Linked DNA regions of Mus musculus: region 1 is linked to region 2. The links are chromatin contacts, called in public HiChIP or PLAC-seq maps. All regions are on one chromosome and are shown on one strand. The core of a region is the stretch at or near the end of the contact, and the rest is flanking DNA. Distances in the headings are between cores, read along the strand shown. Region 1 has its middle 38 kb from the start of Tmem200a. Region 2 overlaps 4930401C15Rik (RIKEN cDNA 4930401C15 gene).

The links. HiChIP or PLAC-seq counts read pairs in DNA pulled down with a chosen protein or histone mark.
Region 1: a FOXA1 HiChIP or PLAC-seq map of pancreatic cancer cells shows a contact between it and region 2. The contact joins two enhancer-like sites. A contact is called at or near these places in 2 of 115 datasets of contacts at active chromatin or transcription factors (embryonic stem cells and pancreatic cancer cells).

Annotation. Positions count from the first base shown.
Region 1 is chr10:26,113,266-26,120,574 of GRCm38.p6, reverse strand. No RefSeq gene overlaps it. Among named protein-coding and RNA genes, the nearest start is that of Tmem200a, 38 kb to the right of the region's middle. Within about 2 kb of position 6,059, at least 26 of the 459 cell types and tissues checked have an H3K27ac peak or open chromatin away from gene starts, as enhancers often do. A contact at or near this core is called in pancreatic cancer cells, where this site is marked.
Region 2 is chr10:25,785,290-25,792,229 of GRCm38.p6, reverse strand. It overlaps 4930401C15Rik (RIKEN cDNA 4930401C15 gene), which reads left to right. Exons shown (of 5, transcript NR_045349.1): 3 at 3,378-3,529; 4 at 6,593-6,796. Among named protein-coding and RNA genes, the nearest start is that of 4930401C15Rik, 49 kb to the left of the region's middle. Within about 2 kb of position 4,054, at least 35 of the 459 cell types and tissues checked have an H3K27ac peak or open chromatin away from gene starts, as enhancers often do. A contact at or near this core is called in pancreatic cancer cells, where this site is marked.

The sequences.
Region 1 (7,309 bases), core at 4,810-7,309, 330 kb before region 2:
TCATTTCCATGACCAGCCTGGTGTGAGGGCTGGGGCAGACTCTTCGCAGTATAGATGGTAAGCATAACCCATACAGAATTGATTTTATAATAACCAGCAGGCTGGAGGCTGCGTGCCTGGAACTTTGTTGCCCCTTTCTGATTCTTCCCTGATTCACCCAGAGTTTATAGCGAAGACATCATTGCAATGCCCAAGTTCTGACAGACAACACACACATGTGGAAGGACAGGAGAAATTAAGGAAGGAGTGAATGGAAAGTGGATCAATGGTAGGTAATGATCCAGTCAACAGTGAGAAACAAGAGCATTGTGAATCCCTACAAATGAGACTGAATATGAACCACCCAAGAAGCCATGGCCTTCTAGTATGGTGTCTTACCCTGGGCTTATCTCTCCCACATTTACACTCACTTTCTGAGTTTGCTGTGGAACCACAGGGTTAGAACACACCTATTGCTCCTTGCTGCAGATCTGGTGCACATCCTTGAAATGAGCCTCTGTGGCAATTGACTAGATTTCTCCAACACAGCTGCCTCCTGTGTGGGGGACGAATGCCCTCTTTTACTCACATGACAGCATTTGCAGGACCTTGTGCTGAGTTCCCTGGCATCAGACAGATGGCTTTGGCCCACACAACTGCAGGGTCCTTGCCAACCTTTGCTTCCTAGCAAGCCAGACCCTGTCTCCAAGCTAAAAGAACTGGCCTGGGTCCCCATTCTGTCTCACACTGCCTTTCTCTTAGGATTGAGATGCTACTGTGAGTGTGAGGCTGGTGGGAGGAAACAGTGTTGCCAGGGCCTCACAGATAAGAGTAGTTTTTCTAGATACTCACAATAGCCTTGGATGATGCTGACATTCCTAGTCGTACACAACTATTCACAGCATCAGCCTAAAATGGGACGCTATCTTCTCAGCTTCTGACCCAGTCAGCTTATTCTCATTGAGCCAGCATCCCAGATGCCGCAGGACCAAGCTTGCTTCTGTAATTGCCATACCCAAACTGTGGGATTGGCTTTCATTTGTTCCAGTCATCCAAATATAGACTGTGTCTGCAAGGATTCTATTCAGAGCATTGACCTGGTTTGTCAACTTTAAGGAATTGTCAGAATAAAATATATAAAATCACTTGGGATCTGAAATGAGAAGATAAGGAGACATCCCAGCTTAATATATATATATTATATTAATATATATATATAAACGTGAGATTAGGAGTATAAAGAAATGTGGTGGGCTTTCAAGGCAGAGCAGAGCCTGTGAGAGGTATTATGGTTAATCTTGTTAACTGCATAAGATTCATAGTCACTATGGCAACACACCTCTGGGTATGTGTACAAGGCTATTTCTAGAAAGGTTCCACTAAGTAGGGAAAACCCACCCTGATTATGACCGTGATGAGTATAGGATGTATTCTAAATTGAATACAGAGCAGAAGGCAAGATGAACTCCAGCTTCTATACTGCTCTGCTTTCTGATTTAGAGACGCAGTACCACCTTCTCTTGCCCTCTCCTGCTGCTATGTCTTCCCCACCATGAGCGACTGTACTCTGAAACTGTGAGCCAAAGTTAGCCCTTCCTCCATCCTTACACTGCGTTGGTCAAATATTTTGTCATGGCAGTGCAAGAAGGGACCAACACAGAAGGCTCTAAGGCCTTGATTTCAGGTGGGTATAGGAGATGAAGAGGTCCAGACTCCAGTTGTTACCCATTTACCTATCAGTATGTGGATGAATCAGTGGCTTAATTCCTTTGATCACTGTTAGCTCGTTTCGACCTTCTGTTTGAGTTTGTCAGGCCATGATTTACCGATGGTCTCCAGAGATGGTGGCGGCTATCATTACCACTGCTTTGTATCCAGGCTAAATATAGACATTACAGCATTGCAAAGGGCTGGTGGGATCCACTGCTGCTGCTTAGAGTTGTTTCGAATATAAAACCACTTTCATTTGGGGGTATGGTGATATCAGCATGATATTCTCGCTATCAACTTTTCAGTAAAGAACACACCAGCATGAGGTCCAGAAGGGAAATAGTATGAAGCTAAAAAGCCCCAAAGAAGGAAAATGTGCCATGACTGTAATAAGAGCAGAGAAGCTAATCATTGCAGGATAGCTACCTAGAAAGTTAGGTTCTCCCAGAGGAAAACAGGTTGCTATCTAGATTTGAGGTAAATTCCAGAGAGAGGCTTATAAGTGGAAAGCAATACTGGGGCTGTGCAGGTGGCTCAGCAGTTAAACATTCATGCTGTTTTTTTCCAAAGGACCCAAGTTCAAGTCCCAGCAATAGTGTCAATAGGCTCACAACTGTCTATACTCTCATCTCCTGAGGCTCCAACTCCTCATACATGTACTCACATGCACACACACACACAATTGAAAAAATTAAACTCTTAAAATGCACATGGAACTTATTTTTATTAAAATGAAAAGGCATATGCATATATATATATACCAAAACCACCTCTAGGAATAGGGATATGAATCAATGGCTTAATACCTTCTGTGAAATTACAAAGACCTCAGCTGGAATGCCTTGAGCCCTCATAAAACCGCATACAATGTAGCACATCTATAATCCAACAGTCCTACAAGGAATTGGGAGACAATGACAAAGGAACTCCTGGAAGTGCCTGAATTTCATGAGGTCCCTGGAGTACAGATCTTAGGAAGTACAAGGAGGTGAGCATCAAGGAGATCCTGTCTTAAACAAGGTGGATGGCAAGGACCTGCCCCTAAGGCTCTTCTCTACCATCAGCATGTGAACACTAGCATGCTCAAGCCCTTCCCTGCAAGACTACATACACACAGTCAAATCACCTCCACTTTCTCTGCTTCTAGAAATCGGAAAATGAAGTTACTTTTAGATTACAAACTGGAGTCACAGGGATTTGAAACTAATGCTAGCCATAGTTACACATTGAAGGAGTGTGAAGCCAAATCCAGAATATTAACATTGGCTTTAATGTTAATTAAATCAATATTGACACATTAAATTTGTGAACAGAAAAGTAAGATGTGAATGGAACCCAAAGCAAAGACAGCACCATACCTGATGCCATACTAGAGCTGTTCCTGTTATAACCAAGAGGTTTGCTGTCCTTGCTCACTGTCAACACAGTTGAACATATTCTATTGAAATCAATAAATCAGAAAGGCAAATAAGGCATACAATAATTGTAAAGGAGAAGACAATATCAGTTTATAGACAGAAGATAAGATTTCTTAAATAAGATATCATAGAAACCCTTTTTTGAAATCTTAGGATAAAGTAAGCATGCAACTTGTAGTAAGTTTTACTATGCACCAAAATGGTTTACTAATTAGCTTTTAAAATGGTAAAAACAAAATTAAATAAAGGTACATGTATATTTTGTTTGTGCATATATGTATTTATATGTATGTCTTGAGTGAGTTATGTCCTCTCTTAGGTGGCTTAGGGACAATATCTAGACATCAAAGTAGAATAACCCCAACAATGACTAGGTGTTAATTATTCCAGGCAAGAAAACAGTAAGACCTAGACTGAAGAAGGTGATAGTATACTTTAATGGACAAGGAAACAAGCAACAGGTTAAGTTGGGGCAAGAGTGGTCAAGGATAGAGGTGTTGAGAAGAAGAAAACAGAGGTTCCATATGGTAACTAATGTGACATGGCTTAATGCATATTTAACAGGATCTCTGACTGTCATTTGGAATTGTCTATAAGAACATAGAACAGCCGTTCTCTACTCATGGGTAGCAACCTCTTTTGGGGTCAAATGACCCTTTCAGAGGAGTCAAATATCAGTTACCTCACATACCCAATATTTACACTACAGTTCATAACAGTAGCAAAATTAAAGTTATGGAGGAGCAATGAAATAATTTCATGGTTGGGGGGTCACCACAAACATGAAGAACTGTATTAAAGGGTCACAGCATTAGGAAGGTTGAGAACTGCTCATATAGTAGTATAAAGTTGCAGGACATCCAGGGCTACACAGAGAAACTTTGTCTCGAAAAACTAAACAATAAAAAAATGAAAAAGTATAAGAAAGAGATCAGTTAAGAGGCTACAAGATTAATCCAAGCACAACCAGCACTATAATGATGTAGGTGGCAGAGGTGACAGCAGGCTTAGCCATCTCACAGTAGGATTGGCAAGGATTTGAAGTGGGAGGGAAGGAATGAGTTGTTACCCACATGGCTTCTGGGTGGCCAGGTTTGTAGAAGGGTGTCTTTTGACTCCTTACTGAGGAGAGAAAGATTGGATAACACTGAGGGGAAGTGGGTGTTGTCTTTTGGAAATGCTAGGTGTGTGGTGTGTGTGTGTGTGTACTCAGGTGGAAGTGTGAGAAGAACCATTCATATGCATGTCTGGAACAAAACGGTAAGGTAAAGTCAGAGATAGTGTTCTGGGCTGCACAACACCCAAGAATAACCAGAAAAAGTGCTGAACAGAGACCAAAGAGCAACTGAGGTGATTGGAGACCCATACAAGTAGACTGTGGCAGAAGGAACCCCCAGTGTGTTGAACACTAAGACAGTGGTGAAGTCAGCCATGAATGAGTTTGATACCATGGAGGACAACTGTAAATGACTCAAATGATTTGGGTGGGGCTAGGCTGTCAAGTTGACTAAGGAGAGAATGAGAGATGAGGCTGTGAGGATGGATAGATGTTTTTAGAACAGGGTTTTCTATAAAGAGGAAAAGAGAGGCACTGAGTTAGGCCTGGGAGAGTTCTTTAGAGTTGCTGCTGTTCAGGGGAAACTAAGAGACTCCCAAGACAATACAGGCTACTGCCATTGTCCTTGGTTGTCTCCTAGAATTTGAAGGTAAGACCCTATTGATACAAGACTTGGAGAAGTAAGACTGGAGCTAACATGGACACCTCTTCACTGAGGACGAGTTTTTATAATATCCAAAGGTGATATGCAATCTAACAAAGGAGAAAAACATGAACCACAGCAGTGGCCAGCAGAGGATGTTGTTACCTTCAGGGTTCAATAGTAGCCTTTATATCTTGGGAGTAACTAGGGTTCAATAGTAGCCTTTATAGCTTGGGAGTAACTAACGTTCTTATGAGACTTTGAAGCTGCTCCTTAGGAAGGAATCAATGCCTGGTAAACTGAGGCAACCATGGAGCCAGTGAGACCATGGAACTAGAAGAGAACCCACTGCTGGTGTTTTCTTAAACCAGCAGAACTCCTAACTGCACTTAAAATATTTACTCTTATATCCATAGGTAAGTGTAGCTCTCATCCATTACCAAAGAAGTTTCTTCGTTTGCAGCACATGGAGACCAATCCAGTGTTAGTGTTTGTTTGTGTGTGTGTGTGTGTGTGTGTGTGTGTGTGTGTGTGTGTAAAGGATGAAAGATCTAGAGTCAGCATTTGCTTAGAGCAAGAAAGCAAGCCCTCTGTGACTTTGTATTGATTGCGACCTGAATCTTTCCAGAATCTTTAGCATTAAATATATTTTACTATAATATTAAAACAGAAGCAGTGGGCTTTCACACAGATGTAAGATAGAAAGTAAATATAATAATAATAAAAAAAGACTCATGTTTTCCCTATCTGCATGACGACCTGAGTTCTGGACTATATCAAAAGTATAGTCTCCTCAGTAAGACTATACAGTTTGTCTTTTAATCCGTGCACGAATTAGTGACACTGCAGGATGTAACCATTCTTCTCTATACCTGTGCCTCATCTGTGAGTTACTAAAAGCAATTAAACTGCTTAAGACTTGGTGCAATTAGCAATTCTATTGGAAGCCGAGTCTAATTTCACACAGAATTTCGAGCAGCTCATTTCTAATTCCTTTAAAATTGCACCTTGAAGAGAGGGACCATGAGAGATTATGAACGGAAGAAAGATGGGTTCCAATAAAGCACCATATGTACCACACACAGGCTTGAGTCACAGCCAGCATCATGCAGCAGGTGTGACTCAGCCTGCAATGTGGTGGCAGGAAATACCACATTTATTTATTATTTTAAATCAATATCAGGCCTAGTCTGAGTTCCTGTTCCATGAGTCAGGTAAAAACAGGCTTAGTCATGGAGGATGCAGAGTGTCACGGAAGTGTTCGTGGTGGTGACACATGGAGGGATGAGTGCTTCATCTTCTCTCCATCATACTCTTCTCCACAGGGTTTCCAAAGCCCTTGCTGCTGGCAAATCCTATTCATCAGAGAAATCTTTCAGCCGTCTTGATACATACGTAGATAATAGGTTGCATACATCATTTGTGACAATAAATGATAATACTTTCATATTACAATAGTTTTTTGACATGCCAGGGAACTTTACCATTTATTAAAGAAGAGAGCATATTTATTTATCAATGGAATGGACGTGCTTCTTGTATGTAAAAAATTAAATCCTGACTGAGTGTTTAATGCTACAGGACATAGAGCATCTTCTATGCTGTTCAAAGTTGACTGGTATTTGGATTTGGTAACTTAATGCCAAGATACAGTACAAAAAACTAGAAGTATGTTTAGTTCCATTTGTGTCTCAATAACAAGTTAAAATTTACCTAACATTTTAAAAATGAAATCGACATCAGTAACTCAATGAGAAACTTTTTGTTTTTGAGAGAGGGCTTCTATGTCTAGACCTTGCTGACTGGAAACTTTTATAACCTAACATTTCAACACAATGAAATTTAGAGACACACTAATTTGGTGTGTGCTGTGGGATGGCGGTCTTTGTTTTCTATAATTAAACCATTTTTTTTAACAGGAATAGCAAACTTTGAATGTACTGTAAGAGCATAGCAGTCCATAACATCCAACAGTATCCAATCTGAGCCAAAGTGTTTCAGACAGTGTTTGCTGGTGTTGTGTGTCAGAAGTACATGTATGGTGCATCTTGTCTATTCTGAAGAAAAGCTGTGGAAATTCATACCTTCAACATGGGTCAGAGCTGCTAGAGACATCTCAGATTCACTATGTATTTAATTCTCTTATAATATAATTTATTTAATTGTATTTTATCTGCAGTGGTATTTTGCTTACGTTTATGTCTGTGAGAGGGTGTTGGATCCACTGAAACTGGAGTTACAGACAGTTGTGAGCTGCCATGAGGGAGTGGGAATTGAACCCTGGTCTTTTGGAAGAGCAGCCCATGTTTACACCCTCCAGCTTGTCCCATTACTACATATTCTTTCTCAAATTCAAGTTCTTGTCTTCTTCAGTTATTATTGTCACACACACACACGCACGCACGCACGCACGCACGCACAAACAAACAAACAAATAACCTACTGAGTCGACATAATGCTCATTCATATAAAACTGATTTTTCGTTTCTTTTTTTTCCTGAA
Region 2 (6,940 bases), core at 2,805-5,304:
TAGTGTTACTTTCAACTCATACTTCCTAATCACCTGAAACCCACTCACAGGTTTCAAATAGACACCGTGAAGAGCAAAGGGCATGAGCAGAATTAAAGGGAAAGATGTTCACTGTGAAGCCACAACTGTCGCTCTAGCTGTACCCTCTGATGCAAGTTCAATCTTTACTGTGTGTACTTGTATACCTTCCAAACTGATAGGACATTTGCTAGATTCACTATTTTTTCCAGCATCTTTCCCCCTCAACAGATGTGATGCCCACAGCTTATAGTTTGGGAACAGTGTGGTTAAAATAATCCTATTCTTTAAAAATCTACCCAAGTCTTGCATTTTACAACACATCTTGAACATCAGACCTACAAGTATAACAAAACATTTCTTTTTTTTTTTTTTTTTTTTTGGTTTTTCGAGACAGGGTTTCTCTGTGTAGCCCTGGCTGTCCTGGAACTCACTCTGTAGACCAGGCTGGCCTTGAACTCAGAAATCCACCTGTCTCTGCCTCCCAAGTGCTGGGATTAAAGGCATGCGCCACCACCGCTCGGCAAAACATTTCTTTTTATAGCTGGGTATTTTACATCTATAATCCAAAAGGAAAAAAAAAACCAATTAGGTGTGCTTGGTTAAGGATGAATTTTCCCCTGGCAGCTAAAAATAAAATACAATATACAAATTATTAACATTAATTTAACACCATTATCATTTCAGTGGCCACTTTGTCATTGGTGACAACCACTGAGAGGAGAGGTGAGTGCCCACAAGGACTGGTAGCAGACCCTGTTGCTGGAGATCAACATCTCTTCCCCACTTTGGGGCACTACACTTTTTCCACTAAGCTGCACAAGTATATAAGTTAATTGCTGCTCACAAAAATCACCACCTTTAATTGGAGAACCACTGCCCCAAAACAAACAAACAACCAAAACAACAACACCCTAGGATAACCTGCAAAGAGCAAAGTTTTCTTTTGGCTCACAGTTTTGGAGTTTCCAGTCCATAGTTAGATGGGCCCATTGCTTTGGGCCTCTGGTGGCTGTGACAGAGGAGAAGGGTATGGAACATGGGTAAAATGAACCGTTTACTTCATTGCCCGAAAGCAACCAAGAGATGACAGGACCCTGCCATCCCCTCTAAGAACACACCTCTCTCACTAGCCTCAGCCCAAGGTTCCATCACCTCCCATTTGCACCAAAGAAGATAAGGCCTTTAACACATGGATATCTGGGGGAGCATCAGAACCCAAACCACAGAGGCCCACAGAACTGTTAGTTATAATACATGTTAGCATTCTGCATCTCCTTCTTTCATACTGTACTAATGGTACCAAGACTGATTCCTGAACCCAAATCATGAACAATACTTAAAACACTAGTTCAAGACCCATCCTCAAACCAGCAGAACCAGGACACTAGGGGGTCTGATCCAGCCACCAGTTTGTCAAGTGATTCTGATGAATTATTCATCTTGGAAGCACCATCTGCACTCTGTGAATGAATTCCTAGTCTGTGTCCATCCCCAGATCCCCGAGGAGCAGGGAGGGAGCAGGAAGCTGTCACAGCCAAAGTATGTTCTAAAAACAGAAAGTTTCATTCCTTTGATATAACTAGTTCCCATTTCCTCTGCTTTGTTTCATAGTTAATCAAAATTGTCCTAGTCATCCAAAGTATTTGGTGTCTGCTGTTGCATAACAAATTCTGAAAACTTAGAAGTTTTTTTTTCTGAGTGTTAGGAGTCTGGGAAACTTGGCTGAGTAGTTCAGGCTCTGGCTCTCATCAAAATGTCAATGGAGGCACATCATCGCTTCTGGCATATTCAATTGGCCAAAGAGAATAACCCTTGTTCGGTTAGGGAAGGACCCATATGAGTGTGGGTGAAGCCAAGGAGTGGGGAATCAATGGGGACCATTTGGGGCTTGTTGTTGTGCTGAAATAGGAAACCTTATGATCTTTTCAACTGTTTTCCCCTCTGCCATATACAACCCATTGTAAGACTTCCCTACTGCGAGAATGCAGTGTTTCCCAAGCTTGTCTTCTTATAGTCCAAGTGAGGCAGCCCTGACCACCCTCTGTCCCACTCTTTTCTTCATGCCTGAGCTTCTTCAGATACTCCTTCCCACAGCTGAGTAACAAAGCTACAAATCAGACCCACTCAAAACACTCTCAACAGGTCTCTCTGTTAAGAGCAAAATGGAAATCCTTCCCATGGCATCAAAGTCCCCTGTCCCCCGAGTACCATTCATTATCCCGGATCACTTCTCACCCTAACTCTGCATCCTCCAACACAGCTACTGAGGGCACACCTCCCCAGGAATCTTCAGGCTCTGTTCCTCTTAGGACTCCTTTCAGATCTCCTATTCTTCTTTCTGTTCCAATGCCCAAACCAAATGCTGTTTCTTTCTAAGCACTTCAGTCAGAATATTTTGTTCCTTTTCCGATATTGAAGTAGTTGCAATTGTAGTTAGCTGTTTCTGGTATAATTTTTCACAATCAGAGTCTTGTCTCACCAGGTGATGTGTTTTAATCCTTATAATGTAAAACAATGTAATACCAGAGTTCATCGAAGCATATAATTCCAGCAAGCCTTTTCACATCAAGGAAATGATTCACCCTATTTTCAACAGTATAAAAGAAAGAACTAGGAAGAACTGCAACAGTCTCTTTTAGACACTCCTCCTACCAAGCCTCCAGTTGGAAACACTGCCTCTTGTACCATTGTTCTTCATAATGTTTTCCGTTTGAAAGGCTTTCCTCAGGACAGGTGATGACCTTTTGATGCAATACAGAGTACAAGGTGTGCAGGTGTGCATAGATGTGCAAGTCCTAGCTAGGGAAAAATGTCAACTTGGCTGAGTGGAAGCCTCACAGGTTATCATGAGAAGAGTACCCTGGGAGGTCTATCTGGGGGTTAGCCTCAGGTGAACAACTGTAGGCTATTTGGATGCATTGATGGGGGACATGATCAAAGCAAGTGTGGCAGACCAAATGAAAGAGAGTTTCTAGAGGACAGGGAAGACACGGCATATAGTTTAATTGTGATATAAGAACAAAGGGCTCACGTGACGCTCAGGTGAAGACTTTGTACCTGTGGATCTGAACAGATGTTCAGTAGTCAGCAAGAGAGACATCTGCGAGCTTTATCTTTTCACAACTTGGTGCTAGCATTAGTGCTGTGTTAGAAGCAGGACCACGGGGCCTCTCAGGAAATTACATTGACCTTTTAGGATAAATGAATAGGCTCAAAATTAGATTCTTACACCAACTGACTAAAGGAAAAAGCTATTAAACTGTCAGGCCAGAGCTCAGAGTGGTATTTTATGAATTAGCATGATTCATCTTTCCAGTGAAAGGATCTGACCGAGAGTCATTTCCGCTGCTTCTCAGGATCTTCTCAGGATCAGATACTGGGCGGAGAAGTAGAGCCAGAGTGATTCACGGTGGAGATCAGACTGGACATCTAAACACTAAGTGCATACTCCTGTCATCCGATTCACCCAGACAGCATGCAGTTTTCCTAAATCCACTTGGTCTTTCTGGTAAATATTTAAAATGTCACTTTATAGGTGAGTTTAGTGATTTAGATATACAGAATATAGTCACATATGAAAGAGAATGTAACCCTTTGCAGCTGGCATCCCTTGTGGTGGCCTGACACAGGAACATGGTTTGTGGAATTAAAGAAGTGTCATTCTTAGGTGGGAATATTACATTCAAGTACTGACTGAGAAACAGTCAGTGAAATATAATATAATCATAGAGAGCTTTTGTAAACATTAGTACTTGGACACTCTTAAAAGGGGCAAGGATTTTCCTAGGCCACAGACGTATACATTCATTCGTTTATACTATTGCCTGTTTTCTGTTTCCAAAGACAACCAGGAGTGTTGGAATGAGTATCCTAGAGAGTGGCTGATAAGATAACTGAGCTGCTCTAAAAGAGGACACCTCACACAGACCGGTGTGGTTCAGCTTACCCAGTTTCTCCACCAGAGTTCATTCCTAAGAAAACCTTCAAACCCCCAGCCTCCATGCCATGTCCCCTGGCCACAAGCCCAGCTGCCTGCCTTGTTGCACATTCACCCTCTGAGTCACTGACCTCTGGCCATACACAGGGCAGACATCAAGGTACCTGCAACAGCCCAAAGTTTCCCTTTCCAGTTCGAGGAACAGAGTATGAGCTGCTGGTCTTATAGCTGAGTCTCTCAGGTAGACTCTCAGAGTCCTGGCCCCGAGAGTGGAGGGGCAGAAGCCCCCATCAGTCTGTACAGTACACAAAGGCCTTTATTGAAAGCAGTTCCAGCTAAACACCCTCCTCTCCTTATAGGCTCTAGTCTTGGAAGCACAAACCGTAAACACCTGGCCACAAATCGTCTCAGCATCTGGTTCGAGAGAACCCAACTTAAGATAGAAGCCTTTCTTACATTGGGTCCATTTCCTATTTCTAGTCCATGCTCTGCTATGATCCACCACATTCTTCAGTCATCCGCATCTCCTTCATCCCCCAGTGTGTCTCACCTACCCCTTTTCCAACATGGAAGTCACTTTCCAAGGAATATCTCTTCTTTTTTTTTTTTAAATATTTTTTTTATTACGTATTTTCCTCAATTACATTTCCAACGCTATCCCAAAAGTCCCCCACACCCTCCCCCGCCCCCCACTTCCCTACCCACCCATTCCCATTTTTTGACCCTGGCGTTCCCCTGTACTGGGGCATATAAAGTTTGCCTGTCCAATGGGCCTCTCTTTCCAGTGATGGCCAACTAGGCCATCTTTTGATACATATGCAGCTAGAGTCAAGAGCTCCGGGGTACTGGTTAGTTCATAATGTTGCACCTACAGGGTTGCAGATCTCTTTAGCTCCTTGGATACTTTCTCTAGCTCCTCCATTGGGGGCCCTGTGATCCATCCAATCGTTGACTGTGAGCATCCACTTCTGTATTTGCTAGGCCCCGGCCTAGTTTCACAAGAGACAGCTATATCACGGTCCTTGCAACAAACACTTGCTAGTGTATGCAATGGTGTCATCGTTTGGAGGCTAATTATGGGAGGAGTTGGTTCTTTGAGAAAATCAACAAGATAGATAAACCCTTAGCCAGACTCACTAGAGGGCACAGGAGCAACATTCTAATTAACAAAATCAGAAATGAAAAGGGAGACATAACAACAGATCCTGAAGAAATCCAAAACACCATCAGATCCTTCTACAAAAGGCTATACTCAACAAAACTAGAAAACCTGGACGAAATGAACAAATTTCTAGACAGATACCAGGTACCAAAGTTAAATCAGGATCAAGTTAATGATCTAAACAGTCCCATATCCCCTAAAGAAATAGAAGCAGTCATTAATAGACTCCCAGCCAAAAAAAGCCCAGGACCAGATGGGTTTAATGCAGAGCTCTACCAGACCTGCAAAGAAGATCTAATTCCAGTTCTGCACAAACTATTCCACAAAATAGAAGTAGAGGGAACTCTACCCAACTCATTCTATGAAGCCACAATTACTCTGATACCTAAACCACAGAAAGATCCAACAAAGATAGAGAACTTCAGATCAATTTCCCTTATGAATATCGATGCAAGAATACTCAATAAAATTCTCGCTAACTGAATCCAAGAACACATTAAAGCAATCATCCATCCTGACCAAGTAAGTTTTATTCCAGGGATGCAGGGATGGTTTAATATATGAAAATCCATCAATGTAATCCATTATATAAACAAACTCAAAGACAAAAACCACATGATCATCTCGTTAGATGCAGAGTGTCTCTTCTTGAAGTGTGGTTTATTTCGGGTACAACTATCCCATGCTTTCATGGAAATAAGTTCCCTCCATCCAGAGGACTCCTGTATACAATAAATAAGACAGCCATGAATCTGTGTATGCGACCCACGTTCATTTTCTCTGCTCTGTCATGAGGTTACTCTTCTGTGCTCGATTCTCAACTCCACTGACATCCAGCGTGCAGCACCAACCCTAGCTCAGATTTAAAACTCAGAGTTTTGACTGATAATTGTTGGAGAACGAAAGACCTTTGTCATCAAAACCTTGAGTCATCTTCCTGACAACAAAAGTCCCCATTTTCTGGTGACCTCTCTTCACAATGAGGTTCAAACGCACATGGAATAAGCAATGGTCACTGTCATAACCAAGGTGGTTTGAGGGTTGTATAATAAATCTTTCCAAGGCTAATCGTACAAACATGCCACATTTGCAAACTGGTATTGGGGAAATACTTACCATGTCTGCACTGTGCTTTCCCTGGTGGGAGCTTCAAATGGTTAATGGGCAGTAATCAGAAAATGATTTCGAATTCAAATCAGTGGCAGTGTTTCATTATAGCTGTTTAAAGGTTTGGTCACGAAACAAAGAGAGGTTGATTTCTAAAATGAGGAGGAAGTGCACTCTGTTTACTTCTATTTTCAGCAGATTTTTGTTTCAGAAATTATTTTTAGTGTTGATAAATTATGCTAATTGAGACAACCAAAAAATAGTATATTTGGAACTGAGGGAACATTCTTCACTAATGGATAATTATTTCTTAAGCAAGTTTAAAATTAGACTTGTGTCTTTTAATATTATGTTTGTTTATTTAGAAGAAAAAAAAACACCCTCAAGGGCAAGCTGAGCAGAGAGAACGGAAAACCCAGCATCTGGTAGTGCTTGCTGATACCCACGAAGCAAGGTGGTGGTCCTGAAGGACTCTTACATCTGGCTGAGGATGCTAAGAGAAATAGCGAGGTCCATCCACCAGGATCGAGCCTACAGGCACATCCAGGGGTTACAGCATTCGACTGAAGGTAACTTCACAGACCACTTGCACCTGCTAACACTGGGACATGGATGGATCCTGACAAATTTAGACCAATTCTATGCCATGTCTGAACTTGAACAAAACAACAAGTCTGCTGAAACCACCAAAATCCCTGAACCTGCCTTCTCCT